Linked DNA regions of Rattus norvegicus: region 2 is linked to region 1. Evidence: chromatin contacts called from public Hi-C data. All regions are on one chromosome and are shown on one strand. The core of a region is the stretch at or near the end of the contact, and the rest is flanking DNA. Distances in the headings are between cores, read along the strand shown.

What was found. Hi-C and Micro-C count contacts between places; a contact is called where the count stands out from the background.
Region 2: a Hi-C map of the A7r5 cell line shows a contact between it and region 1, with 2.1 times the contacts expected there. The contact joins the enhancer-like site here to the promoter of Mmaa in region 1. A contact is called at or near these places in 2 of 12 Hi-C or Micro-C datasets (the A7r5 cell line and Schwann cells) and 1 of 1 datasets of contacts at active chromatin or transcription factors (oligodendrocytes).

Annotation. Positions count from the first base shown.
Region 1 is chr19:45,521,656-45,524,889 of GRCr8, reverse strand. It overlaps Mmaa (metabolism of cobalamin associated A), which reads right to left and starts at 1,538. Exons shown (of 7, transcript NM_001389261.1): 1 at 1,476-1,538.
Region 2 is chr19:45,659,660-45,662,893 of GRCr8, reverse strand. All of the region lies in intron 8 of Zfp827 (zinc finger protein 827), which reads left to right. Among named protein-coding and RNA genes, the nearest start is that of C19h4orf51, 88 kb to the right of the region's middle. Within about 2 kb of position 1,718, at least 3 of the 93 cell types and tissues checked have an H3K27ac peak or open chromatin away from gene starts, as enhancers often do. A contact at or near this core is called in the A7r5 cell line, where this site is marked.

The sequences.
Region 1 (3,234 bases), core at 289-2,788:
ACCAGGAGTACCTGACGAGAGGGAAAATCTCAGGCCTACTCCAAGGGTTCTGAATCAGAGACTGTGGGAGTGGAGCACAACTGCTTGTGTCCTAAGTCTTCTGTGTGACCCTGATGCCCTAGGAAAAAAGTCCGATAGTCTGTGTCTGCTGCACAACCTTCTCACACTCTCCTCTCAGACTCCTAGGAGTCTCTTTTCCAAACCTGCTGCTTTCCCAACTTCCAGATTTGACCCACAGGCCACATCTTCCCTCTTCTACAACATTTTTCTTCTGCTTAAATTCCTCTCTTAAACCCTCTCCTGATGATCCTGGCTTTGGAGAATCTTTTCTTCATCATATTATTCTGAATACCAACTTAGGTGATAAATCTGCTCAGACTACTAACAAATTGTACCTGGCACACAGAGGGTGCATGTTAACTCAACTGAACACCTATCACATTAAAACCAATGGGAGGATCACATAAAAATACAGATACTTGTTCCATATTGCAGAAAAATCAGATCTCTGTAAAAGACCAGTGGCAATAAAGATTTTAGAGCAATGTTCAACACCTTTCTTACATACGGGAAGAAGTTTGCTTTTCCCACATGACACCAATCTGCTGGAGCGGATTTCAGCCATTCACTTGTTCTATCCATTCCAAATATATTCTTATGACACCCTCAAATTTTGTAGGCACCATTTATGTTCCTCATGATTACGTAACTTTCCATGTTTATAGTCTCTCCTAATAGGAAACAAAGCCTTAAAAGAACCAGCCTAGTAAAAATACTATTTCTCTGAATATATTTACTTTGTCAAAGAACACTCTAGACATTGTAGATGACCTCCAAACGTTTTGTTTCTCCTGGAAATTGGTTTTCTACCCAGTTTAGCCACTTTTTATAGTCTCTTTGTTCTCCAAAATATATACATAGGAGCTCTTATGGCGGCAGTAAGAAACCCTTTTCTTAGGCTATCTTTCATTTTTTTCAAATGAGAAACATATCTGAAGTTGGCATGTCTTCTGTGGAACGCTACAGGCCCTATCGAGACGGTGTTTGGAACCCAGACAACCCTTTGTGACTCCTAGTCTGAACCCTATTTTGTATCCTGCTTTGAATCCTCTGCAAATGGGTATTCCTTCCACTCTGAGGTGTCTGCTGCTCCCTTCCATAGGCGGAGCTCCTTAACATGGAACAACCTTTGGCCCCGTCTCCTTCCCTGCTGCCCGAGAGGAGCTCACAACTCAGCCCACAGATCCTGACAGCAGTGTCTGCGACGCCTTTCTTATGTAAGGAAAAAGCACGCAGTCCCTTCCAGTTCTTCCTGCAGGCCCGACCACATCCACCCCGCCCCTAATTCAGCCACATCCTCCTCGGCTGCCCCCCGCGAGCCTCCAGGGGGCGCCCCCTACAGCGGGGCTGACCCGGGGCGGAGGACGGACCGGCCCCGACTCCTGGCCTCCGCGCGCACCGGGCCCCACACTCACCCTCGCGAGGCCGCGCAGTAAAGCACCGCCCCTTCCGCCCGCTCCTCCCGCCCTGCCCGCCCCTTCCGCCTCCGGCAGCACGCAGGCGTAACGTGACGCCCCCGCGCAGGCGCAGGCGCTGAAGGAAGGCCTGTCTCGCGGCGGGCGCATGCGCGGGTAGCGGGGGTCTGTTTGGGCGGGAAGTGGGTGGTGGAGGCCGCTGTGGGCTCGGCTTTTGCTCTCTGGAATGCGTCCTGGCTTAGGCTGTCTCGGCCCTGCCCGACCCAGCGACCGCGGTGCCATGCCCTCTCTTTCCGCGCGTGGAAGCTTGAGATGGGTCACTGATGACGACCTAGACAAACTTTGCAAAGCAGGTTGCCACCTGTTGGAATAACCGCTCCACCCCCAGCCGAAATGCAAGTCTGAACAATGGCGGGTTTGAGTGGCTCAAGGGCCCACAATTCTTCACTTTAAAACTGATGCACTCATAAGAGTATTTCCTAACATGCCCCACATTCAGAGACCTCTGCTCACCACCTCAGCAATGCCCAGGGAGGTTCGTCTGGCGTGGGCAGGCTCTCCCTTGAAAGGATCTGACTTAGTTCTACTTTGCACTGGGGCGAAATGCTAATTTATTATTATTATTATTACTACTATTACTATTATCTTGGAGAGACAAGGTCTCTCTGGCGATCCTGGAACTCCCCAAGTAAACCAGGCTTTGACACCCAAATTCTGGGATTAAAGCTGGGCCCCACCGCGCCACACTGTAGTGAATTTTAAAAAGGAAAAGAAAAAAAAAAAAAACCATAATAAAACAGGTGACTAAGCCGTTGCCTACTCGTACACGATTTTTAGGGGAAAGTTTTTGTAATATTTTAATCAAGGTAACATCCATGCCGATCTGCATAATACTTTTTTTTTTCTTGATACAGGTTAAGTTTTATGAAGGAGTTTATGAGGACTTTGCTAACTAAAAAAATGATTCCCTAGCCTTTGCTTGCTGTTTATTCTGCAAACTCTTACTTTAATGCATTTTTTTTTTAAATCAAGTATTCCTAACTGTTCTTATCACTCCTTTGGGAAGAATTAAAGACGTTCATGAAGCAGAAGTGCTCCTGTCCTGGGGGAAGGAGGGGACATGGCCGACAGGACACACAGGACTGGAACCTGCCTTGAGGCTGTGAGAGCTCCACCTATGTTCAGCCTCCTCTCGAAGTGATTAGTCTGAATCTCATTAAGAGCCATGCAGAAAAATTCAAAATTGGTTTTATTTGGTTTTCATAGTTGTTAGTATTGAAAAAAATAGCATGGTTCTATTTAAGGCAGCCGGGCAGTCTTAGGTAGCAGTAAAGATTTTCAAATTTTAACATAAGAACACATCGACTTAAATTTCTCAGGAATGATCTTTTAGAAGGATCATTTTGTTCTTAGTCATGTATAATCAAGTAGGTCTGAAGTCATGAGACCTACAAATTTCAGGTAATCCAGAAGGAAAATATGTGAAGACTGTAAAAGTAGGATACTATATTTTAAAAGGTAGTTTAAACAGCAGCTGCAAGTGCTCTTTTAACTCTTCCGCTTTAAATTTGAAATATTTAAAAACAAAGTTGTTGGAGCCAGAGCTATGGCTCAGAGAGTAACATATTAACATAAGAACATATTGGCTGTTTTTTAAGGAGCCAGATTGGGTTCCCAGGACCCACAAGGTAGTTCACAACTGTCTTTAACTCCAGTTCCAAAAAATCATTGCAGTCCTCTGGCCTCTGAGAACACCAGG
Region 2 (3,234 bases), core at 469-2,968, 140 kb before region 1:
GGCCAGGAACCTGGAGGCAGGAGCTGATGCAGAAGCTGTGGAGGGTGCTGCTCACTCCCCTGCTCCCTGCTTCCTTATAGAACTCAGGACCATCAGCCCAGGAGTGGCCCCACCCACAGTGGGCGAGGTCTCCCCCTTGATCACTAATTGTGGATCTCATGGAGGCATTTCCTCAACTGAGGCTCCTTCCTCTCCGATGGCTGTAGCTTGTGTCAAGTTGACACACAATCAACCAGCACTTTAGTAATCAGCTAATTACAGATAAAGAATACTGCCCAATATTTATGTTATTCAACTTTATTACTAAATTATAAAGGGTTTTCCATTTTATTAAGGCTGGTTGAAGTTTGAATGTTTCCCCCTTTAATCTGTTTAAGAAAGGCATGCATAGATCATTCCGTTAACATTAGAGGGCTCAGAAAATTATAACAATTAGATTTCAGGAGAAGACAAAGCCATTGTTTAGAATTGCTTTTAGAAAAGTCAATGCCTTCATCAGAAAGGAACTTGGCTTCATAGAATTCATTGGATTATCTCTACAGAGGTCTGACTTGGCCAATAAAATGTGAATCTCTGTTAACTAGTGCTTTACGAACATGCCTGGAGTCATTTGTGTGTATGTGTTTATCCAGAACTGCCACAGAAGGGGTGATCTACCATACCCAAACCCCTAATGGTGTCCTTTCCTAGATGTTACACCAAATTATAACGGGCAAGACAACATCTGGGTATTTGCAGTGGAGTTTCCCTAGTGTTTGTTGTCTACCTGTTGCAGCTCCCTGTTGGGCTGCATGAGTGTGCATCTTCTATAGTGAGGGGCTTAGCTGTGCCTGGTTCATGGGAGAAGTGCTTAGTGATAAGTTGTTTTGTTTGTCAAGCTTAGAAAACTACCAAGAACCAAACCACTAACACCCTGGCCTGTGAGAATGTTTACTATGAGTACTGTAGTAAACTATACCATGAAGCCCTTGCTGTGAAGGGCTCGGTTCAGGATGCTTCCCAGCTAACTGTGCTCTTCCCTCACCTTCCTTCATGATCCTCAGATTTCAGTCTCCCTTTAAATCTTGCATCTGGGGACATAGGAGGCTTTTTGCTTGCCTAGCACACAAGAGGCCATGCATTGAAGCCCCACCACTGCATAAGCAGATGTGGTGGTACATACCTGTTTCCCCAGCTCTAGAAGGAGGAAGCAGGGGACCAGAAAGTCAGAGTCATCATCAGTGATATTTGGAGTTAAGGCCAACTTGAGTCGCACAAGAGCCTGTGTCAAAACTACATTAAAATGTTGTGATGTTTATAGTGGCTGAGAAGTGAGTTCTTCATAGGCTTTTCAAGACTTGCTTAATGCATAATTTCATTAAGTGGTTTAAATGTGCTTCAGCCAACAGGGCAGAGCAGGTAACTGGCTAGACTAGACCCGTCTCTGATCCATTCTTCAGCCCGGCACTCAAAGGCGGTTTGCCGGGACGCATTGGAGAGCAAGAGTAAGTTTCCGTGATGCCACAGCCAGTTCCTCCATGCTGACTTGCTATGGGGCTGGTGTCTCAACCCTTGGGTAGTGTGTGAATTAGTTTCCTCCCAGGGTGATGCAAAATTCACAGTTCCCAGACAGAGGCAGACGGTGAAGAGAGGAAAAACAGGTCCATTTTCACTATCCATGTGTGTGCACCACTTCCTCTAACACACTGGTCAGAATCTCTAAGAAAGCTTTGCTAGTTTAGATAGAATTTGCTGGGCCAGCAAGATGACTCAGTGGGTAAAGGTGCCTGTGATGTGTGCCTGGCAATTTGAGTCTGATCCTTGGAACCTGTGTCAAGGGACCTATGTAAAGTTGGATGAAGAGAACCAAGTCCACAACTTGTCTTCCAACTGCCACATGGAAACACACACAGACACACACATACACACTACTGTCATCACCATAAAAAATAGATGTATCACATAAAATTTCCTATTTAAGATACTTTAAGTCTAAAAAAAAAAAAGAAAGGAAGGAAGAAAGAGAGAGAGATAAAGAGGAAGAAAGAGAGAAAGAAATAGAGTTCTTAACTAAAGTGAGCAGATTTCTAGCAGGGAAGATGGCCGGTCTTCAGAGTTACACAAACATGAAGAGAAATGAAGTGGAGGAAGAAGGCATTCACTCTGACAAACCGATTGTTTGTGTATGTGGCTAAGCGGCAACCTCGATGTTGGTATGTGCCACACACTGAATACATTTAAGTCATTTTGTTTGATTTGGAATCAAGACAAGATTGCCAGCAGACTTTTGGAAATCCTCACCGGCTCAAATCAGATGACATCACTGCTCGCTCTTTTCAGTTCTTGGATTCCTGGGCCTCAGACACACTGATTCTGGAGTCTTTTCAAGCAGAAAAACTCCTATTTGGTTAGAATGGAGGCAGAGAAGGTATTGCCTGGTTGGAGCAAGTGACTGATGTTCCTCAAACAGTGACGAGCTCTGCGACTCTCAGGATGAAACCATAGCACTCTGAATCCCTCTGGACAGCACTGCTCCATGATTTGTGTTGGTTTACATGGCCGATGATGGGTTCCATGCGACACAGCGTCACTGGGCTCTCTTATTTCCTCTTTATCTGTGAGCCCCAGTACATTTGTTTCCTGATGTGCCAGTGGGTCAGCTCCAGGTAACTGAACATCACTGGAAGGACCAGTAAGGAAGCCTGAAGTCTCCACCTGTCAGTTCCCATCCAGGAGTCAGAGTTAGCCGATCTGAGCAGGCCGGGCTAGCACACACTGCTGGCTTCCCACTTCATCCCACTGACATGTTTGAATGGGTCCTGAACCAGCAATTCCCAGCTTGACTATAGCAAACACAGGCTAAACAAAAGGAATGAGACCCTTTCCCAGATGTAGCCCCTTGAGAATTCTGCTTCTTGCCTTTAGGGCAATTGGGGAAATAATGGAGTTTCACATCCTAAGGAATTTCACTGAAGAGCAGTCAGTGTCTCAGAATTGCTTTTCAAATCTTAAGTAATGATAACATGAACTTATGGGGTCAGGGGAGAGGAAGTGTTTCTCGTGTGTGTGTGTGTGTGTGTGTGTGTGTGTGTGTGTGTGTGTGTGTGTGTGTGTTTTATTTACCCATTCACAACGCTCAGAATTCTCAATGCCTGGAGCTTGTCTTTGGCTGAGCCCTCCTTGGGCATGGGTGACTGTGGTAGTACGCAATCCATTCTTATCAGCACATTAGGTAAGCCACAGGTGACCTCCTCT